Linked DNA regions of Sus scrofa: all the other regions are linked to region 3. The links are chromatin contacts, called in public Hi-C and HiChIP or PLAC-seq maps. All regions are on one chromosome and are shown on one strand. The core of a region is the stretch at or near the end of the contact, and the rest is flanking DNA. Distances in the headings are between cores, read along the strand shown.

The links. A called contact is a pair of places that touch in the nucleus more often than the background predicts. HiChIP or PLAC-seq counts read pairs in DNA pulled down with a chosen protein or histone mark.
Region 1: an H3K27ac HiChIP or PLAC-seq map of skeletal muscle shows a contact between it and region 3, with 8 times the contacts expected there. The contact joins two enhancer-like sites. A contact is called at or near these places in 12 of 47 Hi-C or Micro-C datasets (embryonic fibroblasts, epiblast stem cells, fetal heart ventricle and 6 more) and 1 of 2 datasets of contacts at active chromatin or transcription factors (skeletal muscle).
Region 2: a Hi-C map of skeletal muscle shows a contact between it and region 3, with 2.8 times the contacts expected there. The contact joins two enhancer-like sites. A contact is called at or near these places in 2 of 47 Hi-C or Micro-C datasets (embryonic fibroblasts and skeletal muscle) and 1 of 2 datasets of contacts at active chromatin or transcription factors (skeletal muscle).

The regions. Positions count from the first base shown.
Region 1 is chr7:121,254,202-121,256,901 of Sscrofa11.1, reverse strand. The region is part of intron 2 of WDR25 (WD repeat-containing protein 25); the gene reads right to left. Among named protein-coding and RNA genes, the nearest start is that of MIR9830, 14 kb to the left of the region's middle. Within about 2 kb of position 1,436, at least 7 of the 83 cell types and tissues checked have an H3K27ac peak or open chromatin away from gene starts, as enhancers often do. A contact at or near this core is called in fetal skeletal muscle and skeletal muscle, where this site is marked.
Region 2 is chr7:121,725,886-121,728,585 of Sscrofa11.1, reverse strand. All of the region lies in intron 6 of LOC106504559 (a long non-coding RNA gene), which reads right to left. Among named protein-coding and RNA genes, the nearest start is that of RTL1, 16 kb to the right of the region's middle. Within about 2 kb of position 1,410, at least 12 of the 83 cell types and tissues checked have an H3K27ac peak or open chromatin away from gene starts, as enhancers often do. A contact at or near this core is called in skeletal muscle, where this site is marked.
Region 3 is chr7:121,505,921-121,508,620 of Sscrofa11.1, reverse strand. No RefSeq gene overlaps it. Among named protein-coding and RNA genes, the nearest start is that of DLK1, 59 kb to the left of the region's middle. Within about 2 kb of position 1,445, at least 4 of the 83 cell types and tissues checked have an H3K27ac peak or open chromatin away from gene starts, as enhancers often do. A contact at or near this core is called in fetal skeletal muscle and skeletal muscle, where this site is marked.

The sequences.
Region 1 (2,700 bases), core at 187-2,686, 250 kb after region 3:
GATCACATTCACTTAGATAAGGGCCTTTGCCCCTTAGGGCTCCAAGAGAAAATTCTAGGCATGATAGTGAAGCAAAATAGTCGGTTATTACGCAGGCTTTGCAGTGGCGGTGCAAATTGGTATAATCCTTTTGGAAAGCAATCTGACAGCAGAGGTATCTGGACCCATGAAAATGTACAACCCTTTGACCCAGCAGTCCCACTTCTGGGAATCAATCCGAAAGAAATAATCCAACAGAAAAGGTTCCATGCATGAAGATAACCACTTCAGCATTATCTGTAATAGCAAAAATTAGCAACCACCTAAGTGTCCAAGGACAGCTAAGTAAATTACAGTTAATCAACTCGATAGAGCATCACAGAACCAGTGGAAATGGACGCCCTCCAAAGACACAGAGGCGGCCGGTGGCACTGCAGCCGGAGCAGCTGGGAAAGAATGCTAAGTGGGAAAAGCAGGCTGCAAAATTATACTCACACCCTGTGAAAAACACAAGCCCGTGTGGGCCAGAAACTGATTGAGAGGGTGTTAAAAGGATAATCATGATTTTAGTGTATGTTAGAATTGGGAGATTTCTTCCCATCATTTTGTAATGCTGTTAAATCATCTTCGCAAAGGGCGCGATGGGGAGGGGGTGCAGGGAGAAGGGGCAGCGGGACTGAGGGAGGCTTGGACCCTCTAGGATTGTGTTTCGGTGGCGCAGGTTGGAAATCCGGCCCAGGAGAGGGAGTCACAGCTGGGGCCGACCTGTGCTCACGCACCAGTGCTGGGACGTGACACTGTTTTCAACAACACATACGTGCCCCAAATGGACTCACGAGCGTGAATGAAACCGTGGTTCTCAAACCCTCCGGCCCCCCTTCCCCTCTCTAAGGTGAGCAAGGGCTCGAAGAGCTGCCACCTATGCGGGTCCTATCTATCCACATCCAGCATATTAAAAATTAAAGCCGAGGACACTTACAATAATTACTCATTATGTAGAAGTAACAAAAAGAAACCCGTTACAGGGTAACACAAAGAACATATTTCCTGTGAAAAATATATTTTCCAAGGCGGAAAAAAAAGAGAAAGCACTGTTGACTTTTTTGCCATCTCTTTAACGGCCAGCTTAATACAAGACAGCTGCATTCTCAGAGCTGCTTCTGTATTTAATCAATTCTAACAGCACATGTCTCATAGCCTCTGGAAAACTCCACGTACACTCATGAGAGAACGAGAGTGAAAAGGCAAGTAACTCCTAGGTGCTATTATGAAAATAATTTTCACCCCCACAGGCCCCCTGAGAGGCTCTCAAGGACCCCTAGGGGTTTGCAGACACACTGAAAACCACCGCAGTAAATTACCGCAGCAGAAAACCACTGCAGTGGATTACGGCGTTAGAAACGGCTGCTGGAGCAGGCAGGGAGAAGGATTTGGAATGACATGGACAGTTGGAACTCAACTATGTCGCTTTTTTTTTTTTTTTAAGAGTGGATGGAAATATACCAAAAAGTCTACCGTCCTTGCCTCTGGATGGAGAAATGACAGACAATTTTTTTCTTTATGCCTTTCTGGTTTTTCCATGGTGTGTGCGTATTTCCTTTTCAGCCACAAGCATTTCTTTTTTGAGGAATGGTTTGGGTGGCCCTGGTATATCCATGCCCCGCGGAATAAGCCGGGTGAGAAGAAGGCCGTCTGAAGTCATTAGTGGCCAGCGTCAGCGCAGGCCAGTGCTACACAGCGTGGCTGCTCCTTCATCTGCCCGTTGATCCCTGGCACCCGGCGCCCATCCATCACGGCCCGCGCGGCCTGCCCGGACCCACGCAACGCCCAACGCCGGGGAGAGGTGACGAGAATTGAAACTGGCTCCAGCTAATCACTGCTAGAGGAAGGTCATGTATAGGCGACTATCAGATCCCAGGGTGGGGAGGACAAGGCCCATAGACTTGACCACACACACACACACACACACACACAAAATGTTAGGTTTCCTCTGCAAAAAGTAAAAGAATGAAATAGCAAAACTCAGAAGCGAACAACACCCAGGGTGGGGGAGTTTGACAGGTCAATACTGTTAGTATGTAAATTGCTGGGATAAGAAAAAAAAACAAAAAAACAAAAAACACCAAGACTACTGGAGATTAATGGACAAGAACCGAGACCCCAAACACTTATTCAGCATTAATGAGGTGCCAGGCTCAGTGCTCAAAGAACTGCACATAAATGAACTCATTTGGTTCTCAAACAAGATGCCACTAGATTAGCAAACGTTTAAAAACGTAATAATTCTGGCGCTGTCGAGGGAAAGAAGACACGATCCCATTTGCACATGAATGATGGTGTGAGCCACGGACGGACGGCTCTGGAGCCGCTAAGAAGAATGAAGTCGATCTGGGCACTGAAAGGAAGAGACGTGCGTGACACACGAGTGAGACCCGCTGGAGGACAGCGTGGGCTGAAGTCTGCATACTAAACAGAGACCCAGCCCGCCGCCCAGCTCAGAGCCAGGATGCGGGCAGCCAGCCGGCGAGCCCACCCCAGGGGGTGGGAGGCCCTGCTGGGAAACTGACCGGGCTAAGAGAAGATAATTAGAGATGCTCACATTTGGGGGTCCTGCAATGAACGCCAGCTCATCTCATCACTCCATGACGACCTCGCTGTGGACAAGCCACACACACACACACACACACACACACTCTCTCTCTCTCTCTCTCTCTCTCTCTC
Region 2 (2,700 bases), core at 161-2,660, 220 kb before region 3:
CGCCCGGGACAGGTGTAGACGGCTGAGATCGGATGGTGACAGGGACCCCAAACCTGATCCCATGGTTGACGGGGGGCTTGCTATTATTCAGCACGGCAAGGAGAGGACTGAGAAGGAACTCGCTGCCTGCAAGGAGCCGAGGACAGAGGGGGCGAGGGGGCTGCGTCGGAGCCGCGGAGGCAGATGCAGCAAGCAGGGAGGGCTCGGCAAAGCACTCGGTGTGCGAGCCCAGAGCGGGCTGCTCAGGGAGAAAGGGAGCTCCCTGTTACAGGAGGCATCTGAGCAGAGAGAGGCAGGCCGGTTCTTGGCCGGGAGGCTGCAGTGCGGCTCCCTGCCCGGGCTGGCAGCCCGCACGTCTAGGCCTCGGAGAAGCTCCTACAGCCGCTAAGTCCCGAGCGGGGCTGGCCGCGGAGGAGGCAGGCTGGGGTCAGAGCAAGGATGCGCGGACTTCCCCCCCGTACCTTGCCCTGAGCCCAAGGCAAAGGCACGGAGATGGCCGGTGGAGCACTTCTGTCACAATGAGGCAGTGAGGGAGAGGAGCAGAGAATGGGGGTGAGTGCGGGGCCAGCGGGGGGAGGTGGGGGGCTGTCCTGCAGCCAACTCCCCATCTCAAGGGCCCGGCCACCTGGAGTGGCCAAGTGCCCGCCCCGGCTCCCAGGCCCAGGGATTCTGGCCTGGGTCCTCTCTGGGGCAACAGGCTGGTGCAGAGGGTGGGGGCAGCCTCCTCAGGCGGAGGGAGGGGGGAACAGAAAGAGGGGGGCGCCTGGTGAGTTGAGGGGCTGGCCGGCTCATGGGAAAAGCAAGGCCCTTTTCTGGAGGCTGGGCCGCAGCCACGATTTGTCCGGCCAATGGACAGTGACTCGGATGCCCTGGGGACTCCCGAAAGCCCCCTTGCCCAGTGACGGGGCCGAGGGGCCTGGGGGTTGATGAATGTGGTCCATGCCAGAGCAGGGCGCTGGCCCTCCGGGCCCATTCATGGGGGCTTGGTTCCCAGCAACTCTGGGTGGACAGGGCCTTTATCATGGGACCCACTAGACGAGGGTCTGGTCTGCAATTTCTAAAGGAGTTTGCTTGTCTTTGTTCCCAGCACAAGCATAGAGCGTGTGTGTGTGTGTGTACACGTGCGTGTGCCTGTGTGTGTGTGTGTGTGTAAGAGAAAGAGAGACAGCGACAGGCTAGCTGAGGGGCCAGCCTGGAGTCCTTGTCTAAAATGACCAGGCTGCCTGGCACTGCCTGGCCTTGCCTGGGGGGAAGGGCTGCACCTCCACCCTCCCGGGAGCAGAGAAAGCGAAGGGACCCGGGGACCGAGGGTCACAGCCCCTTGTCACTGCTGCCTGACTGGCCCGGCCCTGGCAGCCCCATCTGTCCGGCGCTGTCTGTCAGCCTCGGGGTCCCGACAGCTGCTCCAGCCCGCCGTGGGGGGGCAGCATGGTGTCGCAGGTGGAGAGCGCGCGCGGGCTCCCCGCAGACAGACAGACAGACGGGCCCGGACCCCCGGGTTCGAGAGCTGCCAGCAGCCCTGGGAGAAACCGTTTGCTCTCTCGGAGCCGCGGGAGAGTGTGTTGGTATGTTCCGTCGTTGCTGGTGTTTTAATCAATTAAAAGACTGCTTTGAAACTGCCGGTTTGAAAATGTTTGGTAAAGTATTTACAAGTGCGTCACGGCCTCTGCGGCGCGACACTGCGGGCAGGCGGGCGGGCGGGGCGGACGGGGATGCGCACAAGACATCACGCACTTCGAAATTTTCAAATAAGGGCTTCCGGTCCGGGCTCGCGGGAGAGGTTCGAGAGAGAGCTTTCATATGGATTTGCAAAGTCATCTCCCCAGATCTCTAACTGGGCAGAGGCCACAGAGCAGCCCCCGCCCCCGCCCCCCCCCCTCCCCGCAGAGGGCAGGCAGGCTGGAGAAGGGGGCTGCCACCAACCTGTCACCCCAGACCCAAACGGAGCCCGGCTCCCCCGCCGCCGCCGCCGCCCCGAGAAGTGTGTCTGCCCCCGCCCCCTCTTCGGGGTCAATAAACAGAAACTTTAGGAAGGAAGAGCCTTTGTGCCTGGTGGCCCTCGGAAGTGCACTTTTGTGTGAAAGGCAAGTCACGCTCCCCCAGGTAAGGTTGCACCGTGCACAAAACCTCATTTAGGCTGGGTCCGGCCCAGGGAGCAGTTTCTGTGAAATTTAGGAGAAGAAAATGGGTTTAGCCAGAAGTTTTTCCAGGAATGATTAACCTCTGGAGACTGGAACCACTGTTCCTTCCGAGCCCGCCCTTGCCAAAGTCTATAAAATACGAGCCTAAAAAATCTGCCTGAAGAGCAGCCTGACATGTCACACAGACTTCTAAAAATAAATAAATAAACCACTGCCAAAGTTGTTAGGAGAACCCCAGGAAAACCAGCGGGGGCAGCCCCTTGCCTGCCCCGCGCCTCCCCCGCCCCCCACCCCGCGACGGCGCGAAAATGGGGGGGGGAGGTGCTGGCACGGGGGCAAAGGGAGCAGAGCTGCGACTGCCCCCAGCCCCCAGCCAGCCTGTCCCTTTCCTGCTCAGCCGTGTTGTTTCCCCCTGTGGGTCTTTCTGCCTCTGTTCCCACAGGGAGGGCTGAGCACTCGGGGGCCGGATGAGATGGAAGAGGCGGCTGCTTTTGCTGGGTACTGAGTGCCAGCTGCCGCCCAGGGGGATGTCACGGTCCTGGTCCCACCCAGCCCCTCC
Region 3 (2,700 bases), core at 196-2,695:
GAAACAGGGTGACATCTGCCCCCTGCCAGAGAAGACATCCTCTGTCGCAGGCACATGCCCTTCTCCGATGTCTCTCAGGCTTGACCATGTCCTTGGCTCCCAAGCACGTGTTGCTCCTCTGTGAAACGGAGCGCCTCAGACCCCAGCCTCGTCCCTGACCAGCTATTCGGATCTCTGATGGCGGCCCCCTCCGTGCAGGCTGGGGAGTGGGCTTGGGAGCGGGGAGCGTAACCTCGGCACCTCCCACCAGCCCCACTCCCCATCATTCCCCCCGAGACCCGGACCCAGGGTAGACTCTTAGCGGTCAGCACATCGGCTCACTCCCCCGGTTCCACTGAGTCTCCTGAAAAGGTTCGGCCCAAGGAGGAGTTCAGGCTCCTATACCCACGGCCAGAACGTTGATGGGGGCCGTTCTGACCTTGAGCTCTTCTTCTCCATCAATATCGTAAGAAGGACGCCAGCCTGTCTGACCCCAGCATCCATCACTCGGCAAGGCCCGCCCAGATGGCTGCTGCCCTTGACCCCGCCCCCACACCAGGGCTGTTGAGATAATAGGACCAGCCTGAAGGAGGAAGACCCAGGTGTGTCGATGGCCAAACAGGGTGGGCAGCATTCTGGTCCCTGGGCAGGGGTCCATGTCTCCTTGGACACCGCCTATCGCTCCCAAGCCTCAGGTCCTCCTTGCGCAGTGGGAATCCCTGGTCCTCGGGAGAAGGTGGGAAGACGGGCTGGGAGAGAAGAAAGTGGGGGCCTCGGCCAGACTGGTTTTAACACACTCATTCTTCCCCCCACTGGTTTTGCCCGTCTTGACACAACTGAGCACTCGTGTCACTAAAGCGCTGATACTAGTCACTTACAAAATTGATGGGCCACACCTATGGCCCCCAGTCCTCCTGAGCATCAGAATCACCTGGGGTCTTTGTCCCAAAGATGAAGGCAGGACCCCTCCTGCCTCTCCTGAACCAGAAGGTCCAGAGCTGCAGCAGGGGACTGGACTTATTTGTTTGGGGCGGCGCTCTCAGGATGCAGTAATTCCCACAGCTCATTTCATGCCCACTGAACCACAGCAGCTACCACATGACATTATGCCCACTTTCCTGATCGGTAAACTGAGCCTTGCAGAGGTGAAACCTGGCAGAGTTGCCACTCTGCTCCCCAGACGGACACTGGGCATAGGTAGACCGTGTTACCCCCTTGAAGGAAGGTCCCTGTCCCTCACCCACCAGCCCTCCCTGCCCCCTCCTTCCTCCCACGAACAGTTGTTCAAGGTCCTCTGTGTGCCAGGCATTGTCCTCCGTGCCAGGGGTGCAATGACAAATCGGACACAGCCTGCCAGGGAAGACAGATGCTGAAGCAAATGCTCGCAGGACAGGGTGGCACGAGTCAGAACAGAAGTGAATTCAGGATACGGTGGAGACAACAGGGCCGAGAGGAGGGAGAGGGCCCTGCTCCGGGGCGGGGAGAGGGGACAGGAGAGGCCACAGGAAAGACAGAAAGGCTTCCGCAGGCCGGGAAGCAGGGGCTGCTAAAAGCCCAGAGAACAATACCAAAGCCTCAGGCCTGATCTTTGCCCATCTCGCTTTGTTGAAACCCATAACCTCCTGCCTCCACCGGCCCTGCATCTGTTCATGCGCTCATTGGAATCCGAGCTGACAATATATTTGTTTAATTTCCAGCAAGAGGGGGAAGATTGGTCAGGGTCAGGGATACGTCTTGCATAAAACATTTTGATTAAACTCTGTTGGCCAGAGAATTACTTTCCGCATCATCCTCAGAGAAAGCGGGTTCTTTCCTAATTGGAGTCGCTGCCTTGCTGGCGCGTTCGCCATTTACCGTTCGTTCTCTGCCAGATGTTGCTGGATGTAAATTCCTCCCCCGAAGAGAACCCGGGGTGTCTTGGGAGAGGTGTTAACTCGCGTAGGCCACGGGAGACGGCTGCACTGCTCAGCTGGAGGAGAGCTGGCGTCCTCCTGAGAGGCTGGGGAGAGGACGTCCTGTCTATGGTGGCAGGGAGGGAGTGATTAAAACAGGGGGCTGGCAGAGGGTCTCAACCGTCTGATAGGTGTGGGGGGGCCCCCTTGGAGTCAGCAACAGCCCGGTGGTCAGGCGGGCCCAAGATGCTAGGGCTAGCGGACTAGACTACTGAAGGCTGAGGCCATCCTTGGCCTTGAAGGAGGGGCCATCAGAGGGGCGTGGCTAGGAGCAGGCAAGCAGGTGGGCTCACTCAGTCTTGGACTGGGCCGAGAAATCTCCGGGCAGGCACAATGGGGAGCTCTGCGCCTCCTGAGAGTGTTTCAAGTGGGGACAGATTTTGCCTGTGTCCTGAGTGGGACGGAGGGTCGGGGACGGGGGGGGGGAGTTCGAAGAAGAGAAACAGGGAGCTGCTTCTTACTCCACACCTACTGTGCGCCAGCCCTTCACACGCACCGCATGTCCTTTCATTCCCACTACAGTTCTGCGAAGTAGGGGTTATTAAACCCATTTTTCAGATGTGGACACTGAGGTTCCAAGAAGTAAAGCGGCTTTTCTGGAGTCACACCACCAGAAAATGGAAGTGCAGGGATCTGGGTCCTGAACCCAGGCAGTGTCCATGGAGCCTGGCCCGACATGGACAGCAAAACTGCAGGAAAGCAGAGAACCGAGTGCTTCGCGGGTGATCTTCTGTGTGTATTCCACAAGCCTGCCCACAGGACGGCAGAG